Regions from separate parts of the Mus musculus genome. Here regions 2, 3, 4, 5, 6 and 7 are each linked to region 1. Evidence: chromatin contacts called from public HiChIP or PLAC-seq and promoter capture Hi-C data. All regions are on one chromosome and are shown on one strand. The core of a region is the stretch at or near the end of the contact, and the rest is flanking DNA. Distances in the headings are between cores, read along the strand shown. Region 1 holds the start of Usp47 (ubiquitin specific peptidase 47). Region 2 holds the start of Ctr9 (CTR9 homolog, Paf1/RNA polymerase II complex component). Region 3 overlaps Ctr9 (CTR9 homolog, Paf1/RNA polymerase II complex component). Region 4 has its middle 34 kb from the start of 1700012D14Rik. Region 5 has its middle 31 kb from the start of Gm33098. Region 6 has its middle 35 kb from the start of Gm33098. Region 7 has its middle 17 kb from the start of Gm33145.

Evidence for each region. Promoter capture Hi-C pulls out the DNA fragments that hold promoters and counts their contacts. HiChIP or PLAC-seq counts read pairs in DNA pulled down with a chosen protein or histone mark.
Region 2: a contact with region 1 is called in an H3K27ac HiChIP or PLAC-seq map of cardiomyocytes, with 5 times the contacts expected there. The contact joins the promoter of Ctr9 here to the promoter of Usp47 in region 1. A contact is called at or near these places in 6 of 39 promoter capture datasets (the 3T3-L1 cell line, 3T3-L1-derived adipocytes, cranial neural crest and 3 more), 3 of 484 Hi-C or Micro-C datasets (CD8 T cells, the HPC-7 cell line and embryonic stem cells) and 7 of 115 datasets of contacts at active chromatin or transcription factors (astrocytes, bone marrow-derived macrophages, cardiomyocytes and 4 more).
Region 3: a contact with region 1 is called in an H3K27ac HiChIP or PLAC-seq map of embryonic stem cells, with 4 times the contacts expected there. The contact joins the enhancer-like site here to the promoter of Usp47 in region 1. A contact is called at or near these places in 5 of 39 promoter capture datasets (the 3T3-L1 cell line, 3T3-L1-derived adipocytes, cranial neural crest and 2 more), 1 of 484 Hi-C or Micro-C datasets (the HPC-7 cell line) and 6 of 115 datasets of contacts at active chromatin or transcription factors (the NIH/3T3 cell line, bone marrow-derived macrophages, differentiating embryonic stem cells and 3 more).
Region 4: an H3K4me3 HiChIP or PLAC-seq map of bone marrow-derived macrophages shows a contact between it and region 1, with 6 times the contacts expected there. The contact joins the enhancer-like site here to the promoter of Usp47 in region 1. A contact is called at or near these places in 4 of 39 promoter capture datasets (cranial neural crest, embryonic stem cells, frontonasal cranial neural crest and 1 more), 10 of 115 datasets of contacts at active chromatin or transcription factors (bone marrow-derived macrophages, cardiomyocytes, differentiating embryonic stem cells and 6 more) and 1 of 9 other capture datasets (embryonic stem cells).
Region 5: a contact with region 1 is called in an H3K4me3 HiChIP or PLAC-seq map of embryonic forebrain, with 7 times the contacts expected there. The contact joins the enhancer-like site here to the promoter of Usp47 in region 1. A contact is called at or near these places in 11 of 39 promoter capture datasets (the 3T3-L1 cell line, 3T3-L1-derived adipocytes, cranial neural crest and 6 more), 13 of 115 datasets of contacts at active chromatin or transcription factors (T-cell acute lymphoblastic leukemia, bone marrow-derived macrophages, cardiomyocytes and 10 more) and 1 of 9 other capture datasets (embryonic stem cells).
Region 6: a contact with region 1 is called in a promoter capture Hi-C map of hippocampal neurons, with 6 times the contacts expected there. The contact joins the enhancer-like site here to the promoter of Usp47 in region 1. A contact is called at or near these places in 3 of 39 promoter capture datasets (the 3T3-L1 cell line and hippocampal neurons) and 12 of 115 datasets of contacts at active chromatin or transcription factors (the NIH/3T3 cell line, SST interneurons, embryonic forebrain and 8 more).
Region 7: an H3K27ac HiChIP or PLAC-seq map of SST interneurons shows a contact between it and region 1, with 8 times the contacts expected there. The contact joins the enhancer-like site here to the promoter of Usp47 in region 1. A contact is called at or near these places in 1 of 39 promoter capture datasets (hippocampal neurons) and 8 of 115 datasets of contacts at active chromatin or transcription factors (the NIH/3T3 cell line, SST interneurons, astrocytes and 5 more).

Annotation. Positions count from the first base shown.
Region 1 is chr7:112,021,699-112,025,979 of GRCm38.p6, reverse strand. Usp47 (ubiquitin specific peptidase 47) reads right to left here and starts at 2,474. Exons shown (of 29, transcript NM_001357952.1): 1 at 2,234-2,474. The coding sequence starts at 2,272. It also overlaps Gm3960.
Region 2 is chr7:111,026,828-111,031,108 of GRCm38.p6, reverse strand. Ctr9 (CTR9 homolog, Paf1/RNA polymerase II complex component) reads right to left here and starts at 2,158. Exons shown (of 25, transcript NM_009431.2): 1 at 1,928-2,158; 2 at 797-895. The coding sequence starts at 1,972.
Region 3 is chr7:111,047,065-111,051,345 of GRCm38.p6, reverse strand. Ctr9 (CTR9 homolog, Paf1/RNA polymerase II complex component) reads right to left here. Exons shown (of 25, transcript NM_009431.2): 17 at 1,966-2,082; 18 at 1,691-1,836; 19 at 841-912; 20 at 266-401. Among named protein-coding and RNA genes, the nearest start is that of Ctr9, 20 kb to the right of the region's middle. Within about 2 kb of position 2,230, at least 12 of the 459 cell types and tissues checked have an H3K27ac peak or open chromatin away from gene starts, as enhancers often do. A contact at or near this core is called in embryonic stem cells and liver, where this site is marked.
Region 4 is chr7:111,154,306-111,158,586 of GRCm38.p6, reverse strand. No RefSeq gene overlaps it. Among named protein-coding and RNA genes, the nearest start is that of 1700012D14Rik, 34 kb to the right of the region's middle. Within about 2 kb of position 1,941, at least 202 of the 459 cell types and tissues checked have an H3K27ac peak or open chromatin away from gene starts, as enhancers often do. A contact at or near this core is called in bone marrow-derived macrophages, cardiomyocytes, embryonic limb bud and 2 more, where this site is marked.
Region 5 is chr7:111,177,490-111,181,770 of GRCm38.p6, reverse strand. No RefSeq gene overlaps it. Among named protein-coding and RNA genes, the nearest start is that of Gm33098, 31 kb to the left of the region's middle. Within about 2 kb of position 1,985, at least 101 of the 459 cell types and tissues checked have an H3K27ac peak or open chromatin away from gene starts, as enhancers often do. A contact at or near this core is called in 3T3-L1-derived adipocytes, bone marrow-derived macrophages, embryonic forebrain and 1 more, where this site is marked.
Region 6 is chr7:111,243,498-111,247,778 of GRCm38.p6, reverse strand. No RefSeq gene overlaps it. Among named protein-coding and RNA genes, the nearest start is that of Gm33098, 35 kb to the right of the region's middle. Within about 2 kb of position 2,373, at least 23 of the 459 cell types and tissues checked have an H3K27ac peak or open chromatin away from gene starts, as enhancers often do. A contact at or near this core is called in hippocampal neurons, where this site is marked.
Region 7 is chr7:111,300,270-111,304,550 of GRCm38.p6, reverse strand. No RefSeq gene overlaps it. Among named protein-coding and RNA genes, the nearest start is that of Gm33145, 17 kb to the right of the region's middle. Within about 2 kb of position 2,575, at least 27 of the 459 cell types and tissues checked have an H3K27ac peak or open chromatin away from gene starts, as enhancers often do. A contact at or near this core is called in SST interneurons, forebrain and hippocampal neurons, where this site is marked.

The sequences.
Region 1 (4,281 bases), core at 1,225-3,724:
CTCAGATTTAGCACTGTATAATTCAAATGCTATTTGATAACAAAGAAAATAAAACTCATTACTAAAAACACAAACAAGAGAAAGGCCATGTTTTAAAGTATCTAATGCTACTAACTAACTAAAGGAAGAGAAGGGGAGAAGCCCACATATTTGGTTTAAGAGATCACTAGCTTCCTTTTGGGATACAGCCCTGGTTAACTCAGAAGCAAATATGGAAGTAGAAGCAACCTGTGAATGAAGAATGAGTGAGGCTGACAAGTAAACAAACAAACAAACAAAACCACTATCTGGCTAGGTAAAGAAAAAGTCTGCATTTCAAGAGCACTTCGGTGTATATCCCAGGAAGCAGGAACTGTGGATAAAGTACTGAAAGCCAGGAACAGGAAATAAAGCATAACATCCAGAAGGAAAAAAAAGTTAGGTTCATCTGATAAGGGAGATCTCCTCAGATAATCGAGAGTTCAATCGTCCCGGAGGTGAAACTAGCATTGCAATATCAGTTTTTAAAACAACAGGTAAGTTTGTGCAAAGCAGGATATGTGCACATCTCTATCAGGACTTCTACAAACCGAGTCATTAATATAATATTATGCAGGGTTGTACTTGTTGTTCTATTTTCTAAATGTTGGAAATTAAGGGTTAATTTTGTTTCTTAAGATTGGAAACCAGCACCAAAGGAAATGAAGGTTAGCTTTCTCGTAAAACCTATTCCTTCCTTCCTTGTTACTTAGTACAAAGTTCAAAATGCCGGACTGGACCATAGGAGGACTCACATTCCCGACTTCCTAACTCTCAGTTGTTGAAACTGTTCCAGAGGCAAGATCTTTAGTTCGTGCTTATCTGCTGTACTGAGACTTAGAGATGTCTGACAGATAAAATACTGACACACACACAACTCAGCCTTAAACAGCAAACAGGCACTCCACTGAGTTTGATAGCACACACTTTTAATCCCAGCATCGGGGGAGACAGACAGGGAAACCTCTTAAGAATTTCCAGGCCAGCTTATCTACAAGTGAGTTCCAAGCCAGCCAAGTCTGTACTTCAAAGTCCACATAGTAAGATCCTACCTCAAAACGGCAAAACAAAACCCTAAAAATCAACTTATTATCCATCTAAGGAAAGATGGGAAATTTTAACTATTCAGGTACAAAATAAAGTCACTTTGCATTGTGCCAGGGGTTGTCTGTGTAGCAACAAATTGCTACAATTAAAAAACAAACAAACAAAACCTAAACATTTAGGAATCCGAAATGATCGTGTATAAATATCAAGATCCTACCATCCTAATTTCAACTTAACACTTGGCATCTATTTAAGGTATATGAGATATAAAAGTCCAAAGCATTAAGCCTGACGACCAGCAGTTAAAAATACATGTTTGAATATGCTGAGGATATTTATAAAGCCAACGGACTATTAATATGTCGAAATCCACTGGCCAGTGCAGGATTCTACCTTTAATCTTCTACTACTGACTGTTCAAGGGAAGCCAAGAAGTCCGGGAGTCTTATGTCACTCGCTTTTAAGAATTTAAGTCACCCAAGTTGGCAACACCAGAAAAAGACCAAAATTACACACAAAAACAACGTTTCGTCTCTCCATATGGTGAAATTAACTCGGCTATCTCTTACCCTCCCGTTCAAGCCCCACTTAACTACTTTTTCAACGATCCTGGGTAGGCCCCATTTAGGCTGGCCGATAGTACTACGAAGTAACAGGAGGGGGAATGGAGGCTGGGGGGAGGGGGGTGGGGAGACCGACAACTCTTTAACAGTTAAGTCTGCCCTCCCACAGATCTCAACTTAGGTGTCGATTTCACAAGCCCCGTAAGCTATACGCTGTCAAACCCCAGAAGCAGCACCGTCACCCCGTCCTGCCCACGGGCAACTGTTCCAGAATGTTTTCTTTGAAACGATCTCTCTTAACTCTCTCGGCTCGACGTGTGTGAAGTCTGGACTTCAAAGGCCACTTTCTCTCCGCAATACTCCCCCCCACCCCCGGGAGCAGAACCCAACTCCTCGGGTCCAGTCTTTGATGCGTTAGCCCCTCGCAGCCGGAGCTCTCCCTCGGCTACGTGGCCCCGGGAACCAGCGGTCTCCAACTGCCCGCCGCGCCCACCGTCCACCCGGCCCCACGCCTGCCCGGCCCTAGCCTTGCCTCCCGCTCGGGGCCTGCACGACTTCGAGCGGACCGCAGGCTTCGGGCCTAGTCTGGCCCGCCGGCCCCTCACCTCCTTCGGGACCAGTTGGTTCTCCTCGCCGGGCACCATCGCTCAGACTCCGACCGCTCGTCTCCGCCCTGCCTGCGGGGGCCTGGTGGAGGTGGCGGCGGCTGTGTCTCAGGAGAGAACGGCAGCGACAGTCATCCTCCCAGCCGCCTGCGCTCCAGCAACTGAGGAGGCCTCCGCTCAGGCCTTAGACACCAGCGCGCAGACACCGACCCAGGGCGCCGCCGCCGTCGCCGCTGCTGCCGCCGCCGCTGCCGCCGCCGCCGCCGCCCCTCCCCCGGCCCGCGGCAATCAATGGAAAAATGGCGGCCGCCGCTCTCGCGAGAATTCAACGCAGTGGGCGCGCGGCCCGGCGTCTGGCGCCTGGGGTATGCAGGCGGCCGTCGTGAGCTCGGGATCTTCTCACCTCTTGCTCAGCCCCGGGGTACGCCGCGCTACGCTGGTTGAGAGCCGGTGTAGGCGCTTTTCACTACGGGGAAGCCGGTCCTCCCATCCTCCGGCTCCCTCTGTCGGCCGAGGGAGGGACGAGGCCCCTGCGTCACGAACGAGCTCCAGTTCAAAGCCCCCCTTTCAGCCCTGCAGTCCCCAGACTCTTTCCTGGTCTCCAGCGACCCCGCTGCAGCCCCACTTGAGGAACCTTTGGCCTCGAGCTGGTAAACAACGCGCCTTGTAGAGAAATCGCCTTTCTGGCTTTCGCCCTCAAGGCTCTGGTCCTCGTCTGTCATGTTTTCGTGGCCGCCCCACTCTCCTTAGGGACCTCGGTGCCCATCAGCTAGCCCCTGGAGCCCCTTAAAGAGGGGTCACTACACTTAGAGGTGCTCCCCTGCACCCTTCTGGGTGGCTTGCTGTCATCCTCCTACAGGGCCAAGTCTGAGGGAGCCTTTTGAGAGCAGAGCTGTGGTGCGCTTCAACCTGTGCTGTCCTTTTGAATATGTTTTTTTTTGTAATCTCCCCAGACGGTAAATACCATGTGTTTGACCAAACAAATCTCCTATTAGTCATTTTCCTTCACCGCACTCCTTCCATTATGAAGACCCAGTGAGACGTCTTTCATGAAGACTTTTGGCAAACTAGTCCTCTTACAGCCTGCTGAGTTAATTCCATTGTGCCATGTACCCAGCATCCACAGCGCCAACTCCTTTACCTATGCTATTGGTTCGCCAAACTTGTTACTATTGAACACCCCACACCCAAGAAAAGCTCTCTATACAGTTATGTAAGATTTATTAGAATTCTGCTATTTGTGGCACTGTAAAACATCTACAAATTCTAAAAATTATAGCAAAGACAGACATTTAAAATAAACGAGATTTTAAGTAGTAATGGTATAAAAAAATCCATTAACCCTACTGAAAATATTTAGTGAACGCACTCTGATTGACTAGGTTTCATTAGTTTTTTAAAAGCTAATTCTTTGTGAAACACTTATTAAAATATCTGATTCAGTGTTCAGGTTATTTCTGTACTTGGCTTTAATAGCTGTCATAAGCTGAAAAAGGTAACCCACAAAGATTTTGATCCTAATGGAAGAAGTGCATTTTCAACTACTATTACTAATACAATGCTCATTTTTATCTGTTTCAGCTTCCAGCCATACAAAGGGTTTTGTTGAAATTCAGCTACTAATTTTCCATCTTTCCTAATGTCAACTAGAATTTTTATGTTTTAACAGGTGGGCTGCAGTGGTGAAGGACTTTCCAAGCATACAGAGCGTTCCGAATTCAATCCCTACCTCCTTCTCCCAGAACAGTCAAATACCTTCTCCCAAAACAATCAACAAAATAAAAACAAAAATCCAAGTAGACTAAAAATTCTTTAAATACACTACTCAGATTTCTGAAAAGGCCAAAAAAGTCTGTCTTCATGTTTAAGCATACATATGATGAGTTTGGGAAGAGTGTTTAATTTTTTTTATTTTTTATTTTGTGTGTATCAGAGTGTACATGAACCACAACCATGCAGCTCACAGATGTTGGAAGAGGCACCAGATGCTCTGGGATTGGTGTTATGGGCAGTTGTGAGTCACTTGGGTCCTCTGTAAGAGCAACAAG
Region 2 (4,281 bases), core at 909-3,408, 990 kb after region 1:
GAACTCACTTTGTAGACCAGGCTAGCCTCGAACTCAGAAATCAGCCTGCCTCTGCCTCCCGAGTGCTGGGATTAAAGGCGTGTGCCACCACGCCCGGCTGGAACTTCTTATGTATCTTTCTATGAAAGCCACTTGTAGCATACAAGTTTAGGAATAGTGAGTATAGTTTATCTTACAATTGCTCATAAAAAGGAAACATAATGCCAGGGAGTAGAGTGTCTAAAATTATAGGTTCCCACACTGAATTTGCTGAGAATTTCTAGTAGCATTCATATTATGAAGGCAGGAACAAATATGACAAAAAACGTGATACCGAGATAAATTTCACTGCAAAAGGGCCTTCTTCTGCATTAGCTTGGAGCCTAATCACCTTCCAGAATGTTTTAGAAGAAAAGCTATGGAAAGTAATGTTTATTCTATCTATACATAAGCTAAGTTTCATTGAATTACCACGAAGTAATTAAAACCTCAATATAGAGAACTATTTACCTTAAATGAATCTCTCACCTTTATCAACAGACATTAATTTACCAGTAGAGTTGTAGTTGGGAAACTGACCTTACTGTTCCATAAATGAGAATATAACCATTGTTCGTGAGTACGTGCCATCACAGTCCTGGAAGTAGACCAGGTTGACCTCAAACTCAGAGATCGACCTGCCTCTGCTGCTACTAATTTTCATACAGATGATTTAATCATGCACAACAGATTTAATCCTGTGGGCTATTACTGTACTTGAGAACCAAAATCCTATGTTTTTTTAGTCAACAGAAAAATCTGCTCTAGGAATACTGACCGCCAAGGCAATCCATATGTGCAGTTGTGTGTGCTCCTGCTTCAGAATGCTGATGACTTCGTCTCCCTCCGGTAACTGATCGAAGTCAAGTTCAATGACCTAAAACACAGAATAAACGTTTCGTTTCCTTTTTAAATTCACAATTTCTCTCTTCTGCGTGTTTTGAATACTCATCAATGCCCATACACAAAGGGTATGTACTCACTTTCAATGGAGTGAACTAATTAATACATGTTCCTATTTAGGAAACACATGGCAAACAGGTTGTAGTCTGGTTTGGTCAAAGCATAGAAAAGCAGGCAAATCCTGTTGGTCGTTCTTCACATCGCTAAAACTATAAAATTCTCAACGACTTGCTTACTCAAAACCAAAATGAAACCTTGTACAACCCATAGGCCAACGAAACACTGATGCCATAGGTCTGAGAGCTTGAGAAACTCTATCCCAGAGGACAGGCAAAGTTGAATACCAACGGTCACTTAAATCACGGAGGCAGTATCGTGGGTCACATACATGCCTAAAATGTGGGCACCAACAATTAGAAGAAAAATATTCTGGAATGTACCCAAGACCACCATATTTTAGAAATGAATTCTACCTCGATCGAAAATAAAAGTGTGTAAAATCTAGTCTGACTGAGGCAACGCTGGAGCTTTATTCGGACAAACCACACGCCATGGATGAAAGTGGGTCGTTGCCATCAGCACACAGGAGCGGCTAAATCTCGGGCCCCTTATCTCGCCCAGAGAGCTGTGTTAATAGTGTGCCTTGACAGACTTTTCTTCCATGGCATTAAGAGCCGTCTCTCAGATACCCAGGGAGATTTAAAAAAATAAACAAATCCCAAGTTGGAGCAGCAGGTAGCCCCTGGGGCACTGACTCCCCTCTGTAAGAGGTGAGGTTTACTCGGCGCTCACACCCCTGCGCCTCGGAAGACAGCCGACTGTCAACAAGGAGCAGGCTGCAGGCGAACTTTCCCGAAGTCCTTGCGGCCAGAAAGGTGACCAGCTGAGTGGTGCCTGGGCCGAGAAGCTCGGCTGCGGCTCTCCCCTCCAAAAACCAAGCGGAGCAAAATCGGCGCTGGGATCGTCCAAGTTCATAGCCCTCCCCCGCTGCACACTCGGCACCCACCTCGTCAGTATCCCGGAGGGGAATCTCGATGGAGCCCCGCGACATGGTGAGCTCTGAAAGCAGGCGCTTCTCACCCCGCCGCTCGGCAGATCGCAGTCCCGGCTTCCAGCCTTACAGAGGTTACCACACCTCACACCCAGCGGAGCTGCCGGAGACCAGCTTCTCCTCTGCTGTCCGCCGCTGAAACAACGAGCTTCAGACCGCGACCGGCCACTTCCGGAGGCCCCGCCCCCTGTCCCGGAAGCACTACCAGTAGGGCGTGTCCCACGCGAGCTCCGCCCGCCTGGCGGCTCTGATGCGTCCTTCTTTGGAAAGACTGATAGTCCTGAGGTTGTTGTTGTGTCAGCCGTAGGTGACCGAGCGCCTTCGGGAACGCGGCATCTGCCGCTAAGGTGTCCAAACTGAGCTCCTCACAGACCCGCGCCGGAGCGGGGAGTGGTGGTGGTGAGGCGAAACCACGCCTCTATGGGCGGGGCCTCTGGTGACGAATTCTATGGGCGGTGCCTTGCCTCTTCGGCCACTTAAGCTTCTTGGGGGATAATTCAATCTTTTATCAGCTTTACAGTCGTTTTGTGTTGTCCCAGCCAGTTTGTGCAAGTCACACTGGTGATGTCGTTGTGACTAGTTTAAATAGACATAATCAGTGAATTCTGAAGTTATGGTAATAATGCACGGATTATTATTTTTATTTGTTGCGTTACATATTTGTATATGGATACATGCGAGCGATGGTGTGGCAAATGGAGGGCAGGGGACATCTTGTGGGAATCAGTTTTCTCCTACTCTGAAGGTCGTAGGGCTCGAACTCAGATAGACAGCGTTGGAGCCAGGCAACTTTTTGCAGACCCTGTTTATTTCTTGAGATATTCTGTATCCCAGGTTGACTTGAAACTCCCGACCTCAGCCTTCTGACTGCTGCAGTTATTGGCATATGCTTGGGCACCTGGCTTATATATATTTCTTAATGTACTTATATTTCTTTAGGAGCACAATGAAAAGGAACTGCTAGGTTTGATTTAAATAAAATCAAAAGAATTCTATTAAACCTAAATAATGAAATTATAGAATTCAAAAACATTTTAGCTCATGATTTCATTATAGAAGAGTATTAAATAGTTTCTTGTGCTTGGAATAAACAAGGGAAGGATCTTAATAAATAAGCGAATAGGCCGGGCAGTGGTGGCATGTACCTTTAATCCCAGCACTTGGGAGGCAGAGGCAGGCTGATTTCTGAGTTTGAGGCCAGTCTGGTCTACAGAGAAACCCTGTCTCGAACCCCCCCCCCCAAATGGGGAATAAAAAGGGTTAGTTTAACTGGGTGTGGTGGCACATGTCTTTAATCTCAACTCTTAGGAGGGAGGAGCAGGAGGAGAGCGCTGAATTTAGGCCATTCTACTCTATACATGGAGTTCCAGGCTAATCTGGGGTTACAGAATAGAGAGATCCTGTCTCAAAACAGAGCCCCCCTCCATCCCTGCTAGCCAGTGTTTTTTAAGATATTCACTGCTCTTTCTCCCAATTTCTTCTGCTGAGCCAAAGCTACTATTATCTCTTTGCCATCTTTTCTTGATTCTTCATCTTCTCTGGCTTCAAGCTCCAACCTAGTTTCAGCTATATTTCACTCGTAGGTATTTATGAAAAATGCCAGTTCATTTATAGTTTTCCTCTTAACTCTCTTAAAACTCTTGAGAAGAAACTAAATTAAATTTATTTATTTATTAAAGATTTATTTATTTATTATATGTAAGTATACTGTAGCTGTCTTCAGACACACCGGAAGAGGACATCAGATATTACAGATGGTTGTGAGCCACCATGTGGTTGCTGGATTTTGAATTCAGTCAGTGCTCTTAAACCGCTGACCATCTCTCCAGCCCCTGAATTCAATTTATGTTGTGACTTAATGGTTGTGTAACTATTTTTACATGTTTGAATAAGTGCTTGCCAAATAAATAAAGTGCTATCTACATATGTAATCTTAAAAAATTTTTTTAGAGAAGGTCTTACTATGTAGCCTGTAACTTACTATGTAGATTAGGTTGGTCTTGAACTCACAGAGATCTGTCTGTCTCTGCCTGTGCAGTGCTGGGTGAGCCACCTATGCCCATCATAATTTAAAGAATGTTAGCAACCACATTAAAATATAAAAGCCAGATTAAATTAATTTTAGTAATATATTTTATCATTTTTCCTATTAGGTCTTGGAAATCCAGCATGTATTTTATATATATATAATTTAGTTGATGAATTTTATTTGGGTCAATATTTAGATTTTCTAATATCTACAATTGGAAGAGGAGTCACATACCTCAGTTTTCCATAATTTCAATTAATTACAATTAAAGTCAATCCTC
Region 3 (4,281 bases), core at 981-3,480, 970 kb after region 1:
GCAGAGGCAGGCGGATTTCTGAGTTTGAGGCCTGCCTGGTCTACAGAGTGAGTTCCAGGACAACTAGAGCTATACAGAGAAACCCTGTCTCGAAAAAATCATAAAGAAAAGAAAAGAAAAGGAAAGGAAAGGAAAGGAAAGGAAAGGAAAGGAAAGGAAAGGAAAGGAAAGGAAAGAAGAGAGAACTAAACAAGTGTAGAGAAGACAGAGGGCTAGCTCCTCCCACACAGAGGCACCCGCCCTCCTGAGCTCAGTGTAGACGCACCTGCTCTTTGAGAAGCTTCTGTCTTAAGAGCTCCTTTTCCTGCTCCTGCTTGGCCCGCAGCTCCCGTTCTTCCTCATCCTGCTTGCGTGCCCGGGCCACATGGTACTGGGCCTGGCTCAGTAAGTCAGAGCACTGCCTAATATTTCAGATGCAAAGACATAATATCCAGTTAAGAGCACCTGCTTTCCTTAAAGTCACTGTTCCAAGTTCCCCAACTCAGAATTCCTGTCTTGATTCATGGACATAACGTGAGAAAAGCAGCCACGTATTTCTTAGCTGTGTGGTGGCTCAGGCCTGTGCTTGTAGCATGAGAGGAGGATCCTGGTTCTAGTCTAGCTTCAGAGCAAGACCATGCCTCAAAAAGACAACAGAAAGAGAAAGCACTTTCCAACAACCTAAGAAGACTACATCAATTTCCTGAAATCTGAAAAGGTGTTGTGGGTGAGGGAATAAGTGGCCCCGAGAAGGCCAGGACCACTTTGTTATGGTCACACTCTCCTAATCCACACCCAACGTGCCTACTCCCCGTCCCCCGCTCCCCACCCCCAAGCCACCTTCTGTGAATAGGGCATTACCTGGCTTCAGAGGCAGCAAGGGCCAAATCAAATCTCATTTTATCTCCAACTTTGCTCAAGTAACTGAAGTACCTAAATGGAAGAAGAAGATAGAAGATAAAAGATATTTCACTCAATCCTCATATTAAGGCCCTGTTTAATAAACAGAAGTTCATCAAGAAAGGTAAAATATAGTTAATACTGTCAGTAAACTAAGAAATAACCATAGCAACAGGTAGTAAACATTAAACTTTCTAACTAACTGTGTCAGCACGGTGGGTGGGGCAGAAGTCACGAGAGCACTTACTCTTCACCAGATGAGGCAAGAAACATTAACAGAGATGAACAATAGCACAGCTGATCATCAGAGATGGGAGCTTTCATCTACCACACACTGAACTGCTAAGTCCTATAAGGTTAAACACATTTGAACTGAGCTGAATAAATCTGTTAAGCAGTAAGTGATAAGATCTTTAATCCTAGCTTGATGAAAATCAACATCCCATAAAGACACACTGGAACAGAACATGAAACCAACACAAGTGGAGACGAAACAGCTCACAAGTGTAAAACACTGGCTCGGACTGCTGAGAGGTGAATGAAAATCCCCGAGAGCCCACAGCCAGCCAGGCAGCTCTAGGAATCAGGCTTCAAGGCTGACTTGCCTGGACTCTGCCTGGAGTATGGCGCCACCACATGGCAACTGTGTGCTTTGACCTTAAACTAAACTGCTAGCTAGACCTCTAATGCTTGCTTTCCCCTAATGGTTATTATTATTATTTTTCTTTTGAGGAAAATCTTTTTTTTTAATCTCCTGAGGCAGTTTTAAGGCAACAAACCACTGTAAAGCCCCTTTCCTCAGAGCTCTCACCTGTGTGCGAGCTCCAGCTCTTTCACAGCATTAAGGACTTCCTTCAGATTACTTTTTTCATCTTTCAGGACAGAGGTAGCTAATCTTTGCAAGACCAAGGCCACATTAAACATCAGAACTGTGTCACTGGGTGCCACGTGTCTGGCCTGTAAACAGAAAGCAATGCAGGTAGCTTCTTATGACTGAATGCCACCAAAAGCATTCAGTAAACAAGTAAAAGCCAGGCAGCCATTTGGGGGGTGGGGCGGGGGCGGGGGCGGATGCAGTCCTGTTACCTTCAGCAGAGTCTGCTTGCACTCCTGCAGCTTGCCGCACTTGAAGAGGGCGCGGGCCAGGTAGAGCACAACCTCAGTGTTTTGGTGCTTATAGAACTTTCTGAGGCAGTTCTCATACTACAGAAAGGAAATGCTGGTTAGAAACACAGCAGAGCCGGGCAGTGTTGCCGAGTTCCCTTAATCCCAGCACTCGGGAGGCAGAGGCAAGCCAATCTCTGAGTTCCAGCCAGGCTGCTCTACAGGTCAAGTTCCAGGACAGCCAGTACACAGAGAAACTCTGTCTCAAAAATAAACAAACGACAACAGAACACAGCAGGGAGGTATTCTCATGCTGTGTCTGCATTTCAAAGCAGTTTTAAAGCTCTGAAAAGACACTCCAATTTGGCTAATTTCAGAGACTAATCTGGAGTTGACTTCTGACATTAGTCAGTTTACGTATTTACAACATAAAAATCTGTTCACAGAAAAACTAGGATCAAAATACTTTTTCCACTTGGAATTTGGACCAGTGCTGAGTAAAAGGTAAAGAGATTTAAGCCTGCCTGCCTGCCTCAACCTTAGCTGGGAAACCCCTTTCTCCTATCTTTAGGACACAATCCAGAATCAATTCATCATGGCCACCATGACAAGTCACACCTGGGCCCTCTGGGTGACACACTCTTAACATCTTCCTCTGGGATCTGTGTCAATGAGCATACAAGTCTCACACTTCAGCTAGTATGTTGGTCAACCTGCAAATGAACATCTGAGTTCATTTCACCTCTTTACTCTAGTGTGTGTCTGAGATCTGTATCTCACGTGTGTGAAGGGAGGGGTGGATACAGGGGCCAGAAGAAGATGTCAGATGTCTTGATATGTCTTGCTGTCACTGGCTGCCCTATCTCATGGTCAGGATTTCTCACCTGGAGCTTGCCACCCCTCCACCCTCATGGCCTGTTTTGCTATCCCAGTGATTCTCCTGTCTCCACTTCTGACAGCACTAAGAAAATGAACATATTTTTCATGGGTACTAGGAATCTGAACTTAGTCCTCATGACTATGCAGCAAGCACTTCTACACATAGTGTCATCTCCCTAACCCCCAGAGTTAATTTTTATATAAACAACATTTTTGACCACAAGCATATACACATCCTGTTATAGGTAACTGACAAGGTAATTTTCTGGACTATCTCTAATGGCTAATTTGCATTCTAGAAGGCAGTGCTAAGGTTCTGCAGATTGGGATGGCTTGTCTCTAAGAACACAAGCTCTGGGTTGTGCTCTCTGAGCTCTGCAAATCCCTCTGATCAGTTTAGTACGTGAAGCCTGAAGCCTGGACTAACTACTCTTGTCCTCTTTGTTCAGAAGCCTCTTTTGCTCTGACGGTACTCTACTCACAGACACCAAGAGCTTTGTTATCTTTTTTTTTTTTTTTTTTTTTTGGTTTTTCAAGACAGGGTTTCTCTGTCTCTGTGTAGCCCTGGCTGTCCTGAACTCACTTTGTGGACCAGGCTGGCCTTGAACTCAGAAATCTGCCTGCCTCCCAAGTGCTGGAATTAAAGGTGTGCGCCACCACGCCCGGCTGAGCTTTGTTTTCTTTTTTTTTTTTCCCGGCTGAGCTTTGTTTTCTTAATGTCCTGAAAACATCGAGTATACTTTTCCTTACACTGAAGTACTCAGCAAACATGAGAAACTTACAAAATCTACAGATACAACCCTTGTTTCCATTTTTGTCTTTTTTTTTCATTTTCTATTTCTTTTATCTTAAAAGATAAACAGTGGGGCAGGATAGATAGTTCAGTGATGAAGAACACTTCCTGCTCTTAAAGGACTTAAGCTTGGCTCCCTGCACCTGTGCTCAGGTGATTCACAATAGCCCGAGCTCCAGCTCCAGCAGAATAAAGCCTTCGTTGGCCTCCTGAGGCATCCTAATCCACATGGCGTGCTTTCATACAACACACACATAGAAGGAAAAGTAAAATTCTAAGATAAGGCAAGTAAAGCAGGGCTGCCGTCTGACTGTAATCCTAGCTACTTGGGAGGCTGATGTGGGAAGACACTTTAACACAGGGTCAAGGTCAAGGTCAGCCACTAAGGAGAGACTCGACATGAACAACTTCATCACTTAACAGTTCTGAAACACGGTTCACTTCAGAAACTGAGGGAATAAATACCGAACCTTCCATTTAGCGGATATTTGTTCTACAGGTTAGTGCCCAGTTCTTCTGATAGTGGATCCGCTCAAAACTCTCTGAGGTTAAGAGACTTCCACTTTAGAGATAGCAAAGTCAGTCAGAGGATCTGCCCTGCCCGAGGCATGGATCCGTGGAATTGC
Region 4 (4,281 bases), core at 692-3,191, 870 kb after region 1:
TATCTAATTTTGAGATGTTCTGAAAACTTCTCTCTCAGTTCCCCACAAAACAGTCTGGATGATCCTTGAAGACACAAGTCATAAAACTGTATGGTTGCCTTTAGCTGAGGCAGTCAGACTCAATGAGAAAGGGCAGGGGAGGGGAAATGGTTATAGAGCTAGATGACTGGATGCAGTCTTGGTTTTACAAAATAAATAGGTTCTAGAGATGGCGCAGGAGCTGATTCCACAGCACTGTAACATACTTGAGGTCACTGCACTGGATACCTAAATGTGGCTAAAGCAAGAAATGGTGGATTTCACCACGTGACGAACAAACACATTGGGAATTTATGAACCACCTCTGGGAAGCAGCAGATACAGAGATGCTGTGAGTGGCATTCTGGAGATAGTGCATCCTGAAAACCAGATAGAGATGGCCTGTCTCCGGTTCCCAACACTTCATTCACAGACACGGCTGAGTAACTGTGAAGAATTCGGAGAAACAGATGGGAGTGGAGGTGGAGAAGATAAACTAGGGAGAAGTACCCCTCCCAGGAATGGCACACGTTTCCAAAACATTTATAAAACAGACCTAACCCACTGTCAGGACAAGCCTGGGGAATGAAGGTCAAGGGTCATACTCCGGGGCTACAAAGAAGGCCTTGCCCAAGGGAGGCCGAGAGCTGAGAAAGAAGCTTTCAGAGGTGAACTGCCTTGCCCCAAATGCCACAGTTACTAAGGAGCAGGGTGGGGACTTGAGATCTCACTCTCTCAACTCCTGGCGCTCACTTCCTAGCCAAGGATGACTTAAAACAGAATGAACCTGAAAAAGCCAAAAATAATTCTGTATTGCATTAAAGAAAGAACAAGTCCCTGTTGTATATGGGCATACAAATACGTATAATTTGAGGGTGTATTTTAAACCTGACAGCATCCTCCACCCCACCCCCACCCCTGAAGAGAAAAGAGGGTAAGAGCAAAATGTGGGGTGAGAAGCCATCTGACTCACCGGTGAGGTGGGGGGAAGAAGCTGTAAGCAAACACGATGAGTTTATTTCCAGCCCACATCTCCCTCCGCCAGCCCTGGCAGCCAGCCCACCCGTGTGTTGCCGGGGCCTCCATTGGAGACGTGGCCAGAGTCCTATTTTAGGAGGACAGAAGTAACCTAAATCATGTGGCTGCTAAGCTGGAATTTAAAGAACACACACCAAGAGAGGTAGGGGGAGGGAGGGAGAGAGGAAGAGAGAAATGGAGACAGAAACAGAAAGAGACAGACACAGAGAAAGAGACAGAAAGACAGAGAGGGAGGATAGAGGAGGAGAAGAGAGAGGGAGGGAGGGAGGGAGGGAGGGAGGGAGGGAGGGAGGGAGGGAGAAAAGATATATGATACTGGACACCACAATGTGCTAGCAGTTGGCCATCTGACGTGTTCCAATCTTGTCTAACCCAGGGAAGCCTTAATATAGTCCCTTTGTCCTGTCCGTTACGGGAACAGCCAGCAAAACTGCCTGCAAGAGAAAGCACATGGTCTCAGAGGTGAGCCAGGGACAGCCTCTGAGGTGCCAAGGATTTTTCTGAGCAAACATTGATGGACAGGTCTGTGTGTGCTGGAGAAACCCGTTCCCCTGGCTCCTTGCGGAATTCAGCCCCAGGGGAAGTGAGCTAATGACTGGGGTGGTTCACCTTCAGCCCAGATGCATCATAAAACCAACTTGTAAAGCCTGGTTCTGAATACTTTTGCTCACCCAGATGGAGTTCTGTGGGGCTCTGTGGCTTTCATATTGGAGGGTCCAGGGGCAGTTCTTCCTTTCTCTGGCCTAAAACCAGGGCCGGTGTCCTGAGCCTGTCAGCTAACCCAGGCTGTGGTCAAATCTGCTGACAGCAGCCACGGTCTGCCTGCAGTGTGTGCCCCACATCTGGGACTTGTGATTCACCAGCCAGTCTCTTCCCCCAAACCTAGTTTTTCATTCAGGCCTGAGCACGCAGGACTCACAGAGCCTGGGCTCCAGTGCCTAGACTTGTCTCTCTACCTAAGCACCCAATAGGGTTTATCCTTATCTCTAAACAGCCTTCCCCTCCCCTTGGGCTCAGCCTGATTCACCAGGGGAATTTCTGTCTTGATTTCTCATTCTGAGCCCAAGCTAGGGTGAGAGATTTCTGAATGGTCTTCTGTATACTGTTGGTGTCTGTGAGGACCCTTAAATTCAGGGGAACCTTTACCCCCACTCCCTACCCCGAACCCTTATTTCCACTGCTCTCCTCCCTCAGCTTGCCCAGGAGGACCCCAAGCAGCACCTGTTCTAGCCAATTCCTGGATTCCCTGTTTCTGCTCTCACCTCCTGGGCTCTTAATCCCTTGTCACAGCTGCTTCTGGCCCTTTGGTGACTCTTAAACTTCTCTTTTTAAACGACTGTCTTATCACGTGTTTCTGGCTCGATCTGTTTTGGACACAACAGTTTCCCTGTGGGCTGCGGTGAGGATTCTGTAAGTCAGCCAGCCTCTGGGTAGCTTGTAGATAGCTTCCAGTGTCCCTGAGTGTCTCACCGGGCCTTTTGGTTCTCACAATAGGGTTTTCCCTGGCCCTGCCTCCAAGGTAGCTTTAATCTCTAGAGCCCCTCCCTCACCTGAGGCAGCTACATTTTAGGCTCATCTCTTGACTTGCTGAGACCATTTTTCAAAAAACAAAAACAAAACAAAACAAAATTTGGCAATGCTTTTTATCAACAGGAAAGGAAGGGTCATCCCATATTTATTTCAATTTTTTTGGTTGCTAATATTTATTAGATTATTCACCCATCAACAGGAGTTGGACATTATCAAAATTCGTCTCAATTTCTGCTCATCTCAAAGATTCCTAGCCAAGCATCTATAACTGGTCAAAAAATAAGCCAAGTTATAATAGATTGGAGAATCCTCTCCATAAGCCAGTGTATAATATTAATATACATGGAGTACCCAGGGGACCAGAAGGTGCCTAAAGGTGCCTCTGACATGAACACACACCTGTCATAGTATGTCATAACATAGGCAGGACTCTGCATGCCTCCTTTGACTTAATGCTAAATCATAAACAGTTGCCATGTCACTACATAGAATAGTCTTTGGGGTGTGTGTGTGTGTGTGTGTGTGTGTGTGTGTGTGTGTGCAGATATGTGTGTGTGTGTTCATATTTTATATGCTTGTCTTTGTGTGTGCGAGTATGTGTGTGTCCAGGTGTATGTGGACGTTCATGGACAACCTCAGGTAGGTAACATCCTTGGGAGCTTCTTATCTTGGTTTAGTGTCATTCTTTAGAGACAGAGTCTCTTCTCTTAGGGCTCACCAATCAGGCCAGCAAACTCCAGAGCTCTCCCTGTCCCTACCTCCCACTACTGGATGCATACTACTGTATCTGGCTTTTTTGTGTAGATTCTGGGCATTGAACTTAGGTCCTCATGCCTGTCTGAGCCATCTCCCCAGCACCAGCTCAGTGACTGCAGAGTAGCCCTTTTAGCAGGGCTTCCCAACCTTCCTAATGCTGTGACCCTTTAATACAGTTCCTCATGTTGTGATGACCCCAACCATAAGATTATTTTCATTGCTGCTTCATAACTGTAATTTTGCTGCTGTGATGTATTGTAATGTAAATATCTGATATGTGGGATGTATGATATGTGACCCCTGTGAAAGATTTGAGAACCACTGCTTTTAGTGAAATTGCCATAACTGACCTGACTAGTGGATATTGGTGTTTTTCTACCATCATGTAGGAGTCTCTAGTACGCATCTTAGCACCTGGGACTTATTTAAGAGTATTTCTTAGGCCAGTTCTCAGCAGCAGGTTTAGTCAGCCAAGGAAAGAAACTAAAGCTTTCCAAACCTGTTGTTGCTTCCATTGCTTCATGCTTCCCTGAGATGAGGTTAGAAAAGTCTATCTGGGAAGTCTGAGCAGGAAGAAGAAACAAACATAGACAATTGTGTGAGGCATCCCACGTGGAATCTCTGTTACACCGCCAATCCAGCTTGCCCGGATTTGTTGATGCGCTTACTCTTAAGACTGTTTATGAAGAAATTCACCGCACATTATTTTAGAAACTTTGCTTACACGGTCTCATGGGTCCTCACAGCCACGCCCTGAGAAAGATGCTTTCCACCTCATTTCATAAAGGAGGGTGCAGGAGCTTAAAGAGGTGAAGCCTAGATCCCAGAAAAGCAGGAACACGTGCAAGCCTGTTCTTTCAGCTCTGCCACTAGGTGTTTCGTCCCTCGTCGTCTCTCCTCCTGCACATGTGCACAACGGAGTCTTCAACTTCTCCTGAT
Region 5 (4,281 bases), core at 736-3,235, 840 kb after region 1:
AGAACCATGAGCTATTTGTGCCTATCGCTCCTCCCAGCTACAGGAGAGACCAGCTTCCTCACTGCCTCCTCAAAACCAAGGCACTGAGAATCAAGTTAACCAAGACATCTCACACACATACACATGCAAACACATGCACGTACATATGTACTACACATACATTGTTTACACATACATGAATACACACATTTATACACACATACATCCACATATCTACATACATGTATACACATACAAATTCTCATACACACTGGAGCATCATGAGGGATCTGACTGAGGTAACTCTGCCCAGAAAGTTTCTTTAGGAATCACCTGACTCTGAGTGGACCCTAAGGAGCAAAATAAAACAGGGAAGAAAAAGCCAGACCCACATGAGGGTTCTCCCAGAGTCACCCTCCGGAGAGTCGGGCGGCACTTGGTGCAGAAGCCTTTTCGATGACCCTGTGTTGGCCACACTGTGAATTAAAATCGCTCCCTCCCCCTGCTCTCCAGTCCATGTCTTTTTGTATAAGGAGTAGGCACAGGGAGAAATAAGGCTCGTGAGCCACCAACTGTGACGGCTTTCCAGGTTTTCTCAGTGTAAGAATAGTGCAATGGTCAGCTACAGTAGGGACAGACCTGTGCCATCAGGGAAGGTGTCCCAGAGGGAGTGTCCTTTGGCCAAGGTGATATAGAAGGGTCAAATTAAAGGCTGCACACTGATAAAGCTGTTTATTGCCATCCATCCAGCTGACCACCAGAAGGCCTAAACTAGGACAAGTCTATGGATCAAGTGGGAACAACTTCATCAGAAATCTCTGAGGAGTTAAACAAAGCACACACACACACACACACACACACACACACACACACACACCGTCTCCTCCTTATCTATCACTTGGGCTTTGTGCAGAGGCCCAAGCAGGTCTAAGGAAACCCCAGAAGCTGAGTGTTTAGTGAGCTTTGCCCACAGTCCCAAGCTTACACAAAACCAGCCTCTGCCACAATCACCCCAACAGTCTCCCCTAAACTCCTCCTTGCCGTTTCCACCTCCTCAGCCCAGAAGGTTCAGCTCCTGCTCTGCAAACACCTCCTCCTCCTTCACAACCCAGTTGCTCAGACGTTGCAAGGAAAACCCTTTCAGGATGGTCCCTCCATACCAGTGAGCAATTAGCTTTCTACAAACCACTTCATTAACCCTCTAAATAAGACCTACCGAAGGGTTTTCCTACTAAACTTGATGTTACAGACAAGCAAACCAAGACACGGGCAGTGAAGAAGACACAGCTAAGCCCTATGCTGCTGGGAAGTCTTTCTATCAGCAGGTCTGCTCAGAGCAGGAGACAGACACAGTGCTAATGCCGGGGCCCTGGAGGGCTAGCTCAGGGTACAAAATATTGTAGCCTCTCAGTAAGCATATGAATAAAGAAGGCAAGCAAATATGCCTCTTTCCATCTGTTCTCAGCTAGAACCCAGCCACAAGCACCCTCTCCTCTGGCTCTGCTCTCGATTCCCCCCACCCCACCCCCAACCCCCGTGTCTCCTGCCTCTCCTTCACCAAGGCCTATATCCCCTTCCTCAAATCCAGCCACCTAGTGGTCAAGCCCTGAAGCCCCTACCCTGATGCTCACCATGCAACAGAGAACACCCTCCCCACCCCACTCCTGGCCCCTCCATGTGGTATTAGCTGAAGGAGTTGCCAGGCCTCTGGAGCCATCTCTTTTCTGGGACTGGGCCAAGCCTCTCCTCACATCTCTGCCTGCTCCCTCAGTGCCTCTGGTCCTGCTCTTGATTCTTCTCTTCACTCCCTTCCCATTCTTCTTCCTACTTGTCCCCTCCTCCCCAGCCCTCTGCCCAGGTCCCCTCTCCCTTTCTCTCTCACCTCCTCCCTCCATTCTACCCCTGGCCTCTCTAGTTTTTCCCCTCTCTGCCTTCCCAGACCTCCCACTCTCTCTTCCGTGCAGCCAGCCTTGGCCTCTCTCCAAAGGAGGTCAGCTGACTGCCCTGCTCTTGGGAGCTTGCGTCAGACCCAGCAGACCTTGGGGCCCTTTCCTTGGACCTCTAGAGGCCTCATTACAGCCTCCAGGCCTCCTACTACCAGCATCAGAGCCCTCCCCTCCCTAGGGGACATGTCCCCAAGCTCTCTGGGCCCCTCGCCTCCATCTTGACGCTATCAGGAATGAACACAACACAGGATGCTCTCTGTGAGCCCTGGGGGTGGGTTCCAGAAGAGGCCCAGCACCCGTACCTTATCAGAGTTTACTCCCATTTTTATTTCCCTTGAATCTTAAATGCGATTACTCTGTGTGCCAGACATGTAATCTCTGTCTTCCAGGAGCTGGTGGGAAAGAAACACTAAGCTGTAAAGTGGTAGATAAAATAGAGGGATTCACAGAAATGGGTCATTTGTCTGGCATGGTAACATGTGCCTTTAATTCCAACACTAGGGAGAGAGAGACAGGAGGATTTCTCTGAGTTCTAGTCCCACCACAACTACATAGTAAAACCAGGTTTGGTTTGGGGGGGCCAAGGATGGGGATCAACACTGGAGAGATGGCTAAGCAGTCTAGAGCAATTGCTGCTCTTTTGGAGGACCCAGGTTCAGTTCTCAGTGCCCACATCTGGCACCCTCTTCTGGCTTTGTCAAGTACCAGGCATATACACATGCAAACAAGCAGGGAAAAATACTCCGTTGTACAAAATGTAAATACACAAATAAATATAAATACTCAAATAAATAAATACACAAATAAATGGTTTTCTTTTTAAAAAAAAAAACTACATTTCTGAGTAAGTAGTTCAGTTAATATTTAACTCAGAATTTTCCCCAGCATCCCAGCATGACAGATGATGGGCTTATATATACTGTCAGCCCACTATTTCATTCTAATATTCAATCAACCTTTAAAAGGGCTCATGTAGCCCAAACTAGCCTGAAACTCACTATGTAGCCCAGGCTGGCCTAGAATTTCTGATTGGCCTTCCTGTGTCTCTCGAGTGCTGAGATTCCAGTCATGAGCCACCACACCTAGGTTATGTGGCACAAGAGACTCAGTCCCAGGACTCTGTGTACACTGCACAAGCACTCTACAGGCTGAACTACATCCCTAGCCTGAATTTCCAGTTTCGTGATAAGACATCACTTTTGCTTTCTTTCCATGAATAACAGAGGCTAGATCTGGAACCTGGCTTTTTTCCCTGGTACTAGGTTATTGAACCCAGGGTCTTGTGTGTGTGCACTAGGCAAGTACTCTACCAGCTAAGCTAACCTCTGCAGAGCTAGCCTACAGAACTGCTCAATTGCTACCAGCTAAGCTAGCCACTACAGAGCTAGCCTACAGAGCTGCTCAATTGCTACCAGCTAAGCTAGCCACTACAGAGCTAGCCTATAGAGCTGCTCAGTTGCTGACTCTTTCCAGTTCTACCAGTCACTACAGTACCACTTACCTGGGCAGTGTCAGAGGCAGCTCTGTTAGTAAGCAAGCAAATGTTAGATTAGCTGATGGCTTGCAGCTGCTCTATCAAAACCGCTGTGTTTTCCTCAGTGAAATTTCTGTCTGAATGACTCCATTTATGTAGCAGAAACAAGCTAATATCCTATAGATGCTGTTCATTTCCTTCTTTACTGAGAGGATACAGCCAGGGACTTGCTTTCATGGAGTGTCGTGTGTCCTTACCAGGTGTCCCCACACCCAAGTCTCCCTCCCAAATGTTCTTGTTCCCCAGGTACTTGTGTTCTGAGAACATTTGAGGTATACTCCTGCCTCAAAGGACTCTCCTCTTCCCCTGGGTGTGATCTCCGGATATTTTTTAGCCCACATTCTTAGGAAGCCAAATAAAGTTCCCTCTTGTCAATAAAGCTTTCTCAGAATCCTTCGGGATTTTTTTGCCTCTAAGCTCAGTACCTGTAATGGTACAATCAGAAGAACTACAAAGCACTGTTACTTCTAAACATGCAATAAGAAAGCTGGCGTGGTGGCTCATACCTGTAACAGGCTATGAAGGGAGGTACCTGAGTTTGAGGCTAGCCTGGGCTACATAGAGAGTTACAAGTCAGCCTGTACTAAATGGCAAATGGGGAAAAAAAAAGCATGACTTAGATGTCAGACTGAACCAATTCATATCTCAGCATCTACTTATTAAAATAAAATTAATAAAACTTGGGAAAGTCCCTGAACCTCAATCTTCTCATCTAGGGACAGAGATAGGCCTATGGGGTGTCTGAGGAAGTGGCCTGAGCACAATGTGAAGTGCTTTGCAAGTCCTGCATACTAGATAGGCAGTTGGTGTTCTTTTTATCAT
Region 6 (4,281 bases), core at 1,124-3,623, 780 kb after region 1:
GTGAGCCCTCTCTCAAGCCCCCACTTTTCCTTCTTTTTAGATAGGGTCTCTCAGTAGCCTGGAACTTGCCCAGTAGATTATGCTTGTCAACCCAGGGGTCTGTTGGTTTCCATCCCTTTTCTGGGATTCCAAGCACATGTGCCACCATAGCTGGCTTTTTTAGCTCCTAGGAATATTATAAGCCATTTGACTTGGTGGTTTTGCTATGCCTTATAACAGGTATATTCATAGCATGCCAACTAAATTACCATTTGTTGAACATCAAGCATGTGTCAGACAGAATGATCCCATCAAGAGATTATGAAGTAGATATTATTATGGTCTGTATTTTGCAGATAACAATATCTTTGAGAAATGTAATAATTTGTCTGAGGTCATGGAGCTACTAAATGACAAGACAGAGTTAAGCCCCTGGGCTGTTTAATTGCACAGCTGATTTCTAATTCTGTACACACCCTGCTATTACTATATATATGCTCACATTTGTTCATTTACATCACTCTTGATCCTAAAATATACTTGAAATTATGAAAATGTAATGAATAGGCTCAAGAGTACGAGTAGAGGGGCTGGAAAGATGGGTCAGAAGTTAAGAGCACACATTTCTCTTCCAAAGGACTCAAGTTCATTTCCCAAAGCCTATCTCAAATGGCTCGCAATCACCTGAAACTCAAGCTCCAAGGGATGTGATGCCCCCTTCTGGCTTCTGAGAGCACCTGCACTCATGTGCACATACTCACACAGAGTCAGTCGCATGTACACATAATTTAAAAATAAAATCTTTAGGGAGTGGAGGTAGATGGGTCAATTATGACATGCACAAGGTTGAGAGCAGCCCTGGGGCAGGGCTCAGATGAAGTACCCACTGGGGTTTGGTACTTGGACTCTTGAAGCTGGCAGGGCTATGGAGGACTGCACCTAGGAATTGAGAGAAACTCCACCTTGAGTTGGAAGAGCTGTTGACAAACTGGCCAAAGATGGCAAAGTGTGATATGCAAGTGAGCTAGCCCGTCACCAAGACTTTGAGGTTGAGTTCAGGGATGCCACCTCAGAAAAATGCCTCCACAGAGAGCTGTGGCTATGTCACACTGGACCCCAAGGGATTCGGAGGCCACAATAAGATATTATTGACAACAAGAATGTGTCCTTGGATTCAGGCAGTACCACTGCCAATCACAGAGAAATAAAGTTCTTTTCATCGGCCTGTCAATGGCAAGCAGGAATACAGGTTCCTGAGGCTTCTTTGGACAGTTTCCTGGTCACAGTTCCTTCCTTACTCCAAAAAGATCCTTTGTTACTGAAAAATCTATGCACTTCTCCTGAGCCAGAAATATCTGAAGTTCCTCTGGCTATAAACACACATGTAATCAAAAAAAAAAAACAAATAGCACAAGTTTCAGACTAGGGTTTCCAATCTATCTGGACAAAATGTTACCTGATTCCCCTACATGAGACCTCAGCCTGTGGCTAGCCCTCAGCATGGCAGCCAACCGTTGCCATAAGAAAGATGTGACAACTTAAAGCTATGGCAAGACAATAGCTGAATATCAGAAGTCAAATGAGTATTTGAGTTGCCTAAGTTTCCCCAGTAAGTCTGAGAATAAGTCAACTTTGAGAAGGAGGAGGAACTGGCCAGCCATTCTCCAACAGTTTGCCTGTCACCTCCACCCCCTACCCCATAGCAAGCAGGCAGCTACGTCAACAGCCCTTCACGCCCACATCTCTCAGACTGGGGCATGTAGACCTCCTCTCTTAATTCATAAACATGGTTTTTTTTAACTTATCTTTGTATGTGGTACATGTGTTTGTATACAATATGTGAATGTGGGCATGTGCATATACCTGCACTTTGTATGTGTGAATACAGACATGCATACAGGCATGTCTGTGTGAATACAGGCAGTCAGAGGACAACCTTGGGTGTCAGACTCCGGTGACTACCTTATTAGTGAGGCAAGATCTCTTTGTTGTTTTTTTATGTTGTGTGCTTCAGCCTGCTAGCCTAGGGATTCTCCTGTCTCCTGATTTCATTTCCCCACCGAAGCGCCGGGATTACAGACACTTGTACAGTCATGCCTGGCTTTTTATACAGATTCCAAATATTCAAACTCAGTTCCTCTTGCTTCTGTGCCAAGAGCTTTCGCCCGATGAGCCATCTCCCTGGCACCACCTTGCGAGCTTCTGACAGAGTTCTTTTTTCATTTGTGTTTTTATTTTAATGAAATTCTAAATCGAATCAATACAATTATCTTCTGGACCAACTGCATGACTGACTTGGACACAGAATTTCTATTCCACGTGTGGGATGTGAATTGTTGGAGGAGGTATAATCAGTGTCCACCTGCCGTTAGCTCTAGTCCTCTGAGCTGATGGCTCTTCGGGCTTGCTTACAACAACACTGGGGCCCAATAGAACTCTGTTGTAACTGCCACAGCTAAGTAGTAATGCAGAATAAATGAGATGAACTTTCCCCACAGTGTGTTCACCACCAAGGGAAGGACAAATGGCCTCACAGTGCCCTGCAGCAGCTCAAAGTAGAGGAAAATGACCAATGCGCTGAGTCACTGTGTGGCACTCTCCATGTTCAGCAAATCACAGCCAAATCACGTGTCTTTGCTTCAGCCTCGGTCTCCACAGCACTCAAAGACTTGGCTTTAGCAAACGTCACTGTTGTGTTAAACAAAGATTAACCTGAATTTTATTGACTCTATGGATTTTAAAAAATTTTATACATTTATAAAGTTTATCTCAGTGTAATGTCTGTGGTGGTGTTTGTACTTCCATGTGTATATTTGTTTTAGTTTTAAGGAGATTATAGTTGCTTTAATATCTGCATGTATCTAACTTAATTGTAATAACAAACAAATTTGTCAGTGTTTCCCCTCTACTGTGCTCTATCCGTTCCATCATTTAGGCTTGAAGCATTACAGCTTTGTGAACGTGACACCATCAGTTCCTGTAACAGTGGAGTTTGTCACCTATTGGTCAGTGGGTGTGGCTAGCATACTTTCTAATGTGAACTAACTGCTTTCTTTTTTATCATTATGGAGACAAGGCTAGATTCAAAGTTGCTACAGAGCCATGGATGACGTTGAACCTCTTATCTTCCCGCCTCTGTCTAACAACTGCTGGGATTGCAGGTATGCAGCCTCAGACCTGACTTATGGCACACTGAGGTTTGAAGTCGGGGATTCCTTTTTTTATTTAAAGATTTATTTATTTTCACATGTAAGTACACTGTAGTTGTCTTCAGATACCCCAGAAGAGGGCATCAGATCTCATTATGGATAGTTGTGAGCCACCAGGTGGTTGCTGGTATTTGAACTCAGGACCTTTGGAAGAGCAGTCAGTACTCTTAACCACTGAGCCATCTCTCCAGCTGAAGCCAGCTCAGCAAGCACTCTACCAACAGTGAGTTCCATCCTCAGCTTCTTTTTTATTCCATGACCTCTTTTGTCCATCATCCATTTTCCCTGATAAGTGCTTAAAGAGCCAACAGCTTAAAAGGGAAACGATTCATCTGACCATGTTAGCTATCCTATCCAGAAATAGAACAGAATTCTGGAAGCTCCCATGGTAAGTCCCTGAAGATGAGAGTTTGTCTGGACAAGGCAAAGCAGAGCTACATCATCACCAGATCTAATGAGTTAGATCCAGCCATGAGAATGGCTCCTCTCCAGGTTTCTTGATCCCTGTGAGATGTAAAACCATGCCAGGAAGTTTGGTAAGGTAGAGCAGGTTGAGACCTGGGCACACACCTGGGGCTTAGGCGACTCCCAGCTCCCTGCCAGACTCCTGACTTGGAACATGTGCCATGCTCCTCACATAAAAGAAATGTGACCTATGGTCACAATGGCCCAAAACAGGGTTCACCATGCTAATGAGGTACATAGAGGCCCAGAGGGCTTAGCCAATAAGCTTCCTTTCCAGGCATTCCTCCCTGCAAAAGGTATTTAATCTCAGGTCTACCCTAAAAAGTGGGTATGGTACATTATGCATCCAGTTTCTGCCATGAACAACCAATAAACTGTTTAGAACCATGGACAGTCTCTTTCATAAAGATTCACTGTGGGGAGCCATGAAGAAGGCTTTTGACTACAGATCAGCAGCTTGGTTCACCCATAGAAGGCCTCTCTGCACTCCCAGCCACAACTGCCACCAAGCCTGACTCTGCCAAGCTAAGGAAAATCACTGCTGGGACAAGCCAGAGCTGCCCTTTCCCCCAGCCCCAGACTAGGTGCTGTCCCCAGCCCGCAAGCCCTGGCTCCATTCTTTACTCTT
Region 7 (4,281 bases), core at 1,326-3,825, 720 kb after region 1:
AAAGACATAAAACTAACATTCTCACCAGCATTTAATGGTGGCTAACAGTATTTATCAATGCTTAGCAGTGTTTAATTCCTATGCAAATATCTTAGGGAAAAACAGATCCCTCTAGTGTAGTGGTTCTCAACACTTTGAGGGTTGGTGGTCACTTAAGACCATTTTCATATCAGATATTTGCATTACAATTCATAACAGTGACAAAATAACAGTTATGAAGTAAAAGCAAAATAATTTTGTGGTTGGGGCTCACCCCAACATGAAGAACTGTATTAAAGGGCTGTAGCATTAGGAAAATTGAGAACCACTGCTCTAATGATAATTCAGAGGGTCTGAGATGCTATAAATGCCTATATACATAGTGATTCTGGCTTTCTGGAACATACTCTCTTCACTGCAACTGACCAGTTTTGCTTTTATAACAGGAAAGCAGTCTCAGTTAATATGTAATGAGAGTATATTAGTTGTTAACAAAACTTTATTTACAAAGCCAAGTAGCAGATAAGATTTGGTCAACTGGGTTTGCCCTGAGAAGAATGAATACAAATTAAGTTGGCATCTAGAACTTTAGTTACTAAATGGGCTAGCTTGGGATGAGGTGGATAGAATAGAGTGGTGTAGACAGAAGAGGCTAGGAGGCAATGGGTGCAATGGATAGGTTTGAATGGAATATATGGGGATTACCCCCATGGAGAAATAACCATTGTTTTATTAATATTAATACACACACACACACGTGCCAATAGTGTATCAACATCAATCAAAAAAAAAATCCTAGCATGGATGAGGGAACCATCTAAAGCTACGACCCTAGCAGCAGCAGAGTTATTGGTGGTTAATGGCTACTGAGAAAGCAAGAGTCAATTTCCTCTGAGAACATGGTCACAGGAAGGTCACCAGTGGATGGCCCAGGCTGGCTCATTCTGCCTCAGTCTCCTGGGTGACAGAATTACAGATGTGTACCACTATACTTGGCTCTCTACTTTGTTTTATGTTTGGAAAGTTTCATGACAGATTTTTTTAAATTAATGTGTATGATAGCTTTGCCTGTGCACTTGTATGTATACCATGTGTATGTCTGCCACCTGTAGAGGCCAGAAGAGGGCATTAGGTGCCCTAGAACTGGAGTTATAGGTGGTTGTGTGCTGTCACATGGGTGCTGAGAATCAAACTAAGGTCTCTGGAAGAGCAGCAGATACTCTTACCCGATGAGCCATCTCTACAGAACCTCAGTAACGGGTTGTGTTTATTATGAGACTCTAAAGCTGCCCTCTCACCCCTGGTACATTCTAACTCAGTTGTTGTAACCCCAACTCTGACCCAGGCCTTCTCCCCTACCTTTTTCTACACCATCAGGATAGAAGGAGAGTGCCCCCTTGTAATGACAAAGAACATGGGAGGATTCTCTGTGACAGTGGCCTTCCTCTATCCCAGCCTCCAGCCATGTCCTGAAGCAGCTGGTTCTAGCTCTGAGGCAAGAGAACAGCTCTGACAAGAATCATTCAAACCTTTTACATTTTACATTACCCACAAGAGATAGAAGTGATCTTATCTGGCAAATATGACAACCCATAAGTTATATCTAAGGGACTGGTGGCCATTAATCCATTTTGCATTTAGCCCAGCAATATCTCCTAGCATCCCCAGCCCCCTCAAATAAAAAAAAAAAAGTCTAATTATTAAATGTTCTATGTGCTGATTTTAACAGCTTACTGGCTTTCTCACTAACTGACTAATACGCTCTACTGATTTCTCCTGAGGTGAATATGAATAACTATCTATTCTCCCAGATAAGGCACTGTTGACAAACCAATTCCACCCAAGTCTGGCTCTGTGAGCCAGTGTGTACTGGGTATAACTTCCAGGCATCTGCTGCACAAAAAGCCCCAACCCAGCCTGAATAAAATATTGTGAGAGCTGCTTCCCGGAACTCCCTGGCCAACTCGTAGACAGCTCTACCAAAGAGCCTACCCCTAGAAGTTGTTTACTGTTTATACGACCTTGGAGAAGGGCACCATGAGAATTACCAGTCACTTGAGCTTCCGACGTCTTAAGAATTTCCTTCCTCTCTTTGATTAGCACTGAATAAGAATGAAATCTCTGACATACATTCATTTCCTATTAGCATGCAAATGGTTGTTCTTCACTTTTAGAAAATTACATGTATCATCCCTCTGGGTGTTTCTCCCATGCATTGGCTGTTCCTACTCTGATGACGAGGAACTCTGGGGTAACCCATTTCCTTTTTGGACAGCACTGGTCCTTTTAAGAATGATGTTTTTATTTAGCTAGAATCTGTCTCTGCTGTTTCTTCCTTCTGTTAACTCAGTGCAAACAGCAAGGGCTCCAGAATTAGACAAACCCGGGCCCACATCCCAGTCCCCAGATCTCAGTCCCACTGTGTTGTTATAAGACCCTGTTTAAGAAAGGTGTTTGATCTTCCCTCTGCCCCCTCTTCCTGATCCTCCAGGTATGAGAACTAAATGGGATGCGTCCGTGGAGAGCATTTAGCACAGTGCCCAGTGCGTAGTGGGTTCGTTCATCTCCGTCGTTTCCTTATCCATTCACTCACTCGATAAAGGCGAAGCTCGGCTGGCGAACGCTAGAGATGGGAACACGCATAACAAATAGTTCCCGTTCTGCCTGTGCATGCAAATTAGCAAGAGAGAAAGAAATGTTTAAAAAGAGATTCTAGTACAGCATGGTAAGTAGAACAATAGAATCCTGTAAATGCAGAAGAGAAAGCGATTCACTCTGAGGCAGAAGCAGAGGTTGCTGCCAAAGCGGGCTTCCTGCGAAGGTGATACCCACAATGTGCTTGGAACAGGAGTAAGGGCTTCCCTGGCATCCATGGAGGGAAAGGAATTATGGATTTGAGCAACAGAACCTCAGGCTACGGCGTGATGGAATACAAAAGGCACACGAGAGGTAGAGAGGCAGATCTGGAAGGTCCACAATGAGCTGTAGTGGGTGAGCAAGGGAAGTGCAATTGTTTCTTTAAAAAAAAAAAAAAGATGGAGAGCTTCTGAAAGATTTTAGACAGGCAATGTTATATGTATATTTTAGTAAGGTCACAGTGACATGATCTATGAGAAATGAAGCAAGACCAAGGCTGAAGAATGCTGTTGACAGTCCAGTCTAAATAATGAAGGGACAGGAGTGAGACTTGGAATAGAGAGAAGAGAGGAAAATGCTTAGGAAACACGTGGCAAGTGGCAGGATAATCGCGGCATGACCACCACCTTACTTCCTCCATCACACCCAGGAGTCTTGTTGCTAGGATAGGCCTTGATGCTGGCCCAGAGTCAGAGGGGGATGATAATGAGGATCAGCCCATCTGAATACCTAGTCTATATTTTATGAGCACTTTATACTTTATTCCATAGGAAGGAATCTACATACACACACACACACACACACACACACACACACACACACACACACACTGCTGATAGTTTTAAATCATCTATAGATCTAGATTACAGATGTCCAAATGCAGGAGCCTATGGGGACACTTCATATTCAAACTATAGCAGTTGGAAACAGGATAGTACATGAGAGTGACAAACAGAAGTACAGCTGCCATGAAAACAGATCTGTGTCACAGGTTACAACAGCCATGTCCACTGAAGGGCTGGACACGCTGCAGCCCAATGGCCTCATCTCAGCCCCTCTAGGTCCCTTAGAGCCAATCTTGCTAGCCCTTGAAGAGACGGAGGAAAGAGGCACATCTAAATGCACAGGTATATGAATGCAAGTCTTAGCTCCTCCAGGCTTCTCTCCTGCAGCCTCACTCCTTACTCTTCCTTAATGAGCAAGCTTTGTCTTTTCTTCCCATCTTCATTTTCTCCATTGCACACACCCATGGCTGATCTTGTTTCAAGGTCTCAAGGTCCAATGTCAGGTCATTTCCCTCCTTTCCAATTCTTTTTTTTTTAAATATATATTTATCTTTACTTGTTTGTTTGCTTGCTTAGAGGAAGCATATCCGTGTCATGGTGTGTGTGGAGGCCAGAGGATAATGTGCATGAAATGGTTCTACCATGTGGGTCCTGGAGGTTGAACTCGGGTCATCAGACTTAGCAGCACGTGCCTTGGCTCACTGAGCCCTCTCACCAGCCCCTCCTTCCCAATTCTTGACTCAACCCATCTGCTTAGAGCTGTCTCCCATTGGTCTCTCACCCACCATCCAAACCTTAAGTTACGTTGAACTTCATTAGCTCAAAAGTAAAGAAAAGTGACTAAATGCCACAGACACCAGTAAGAGGCAAGAACAAGGAG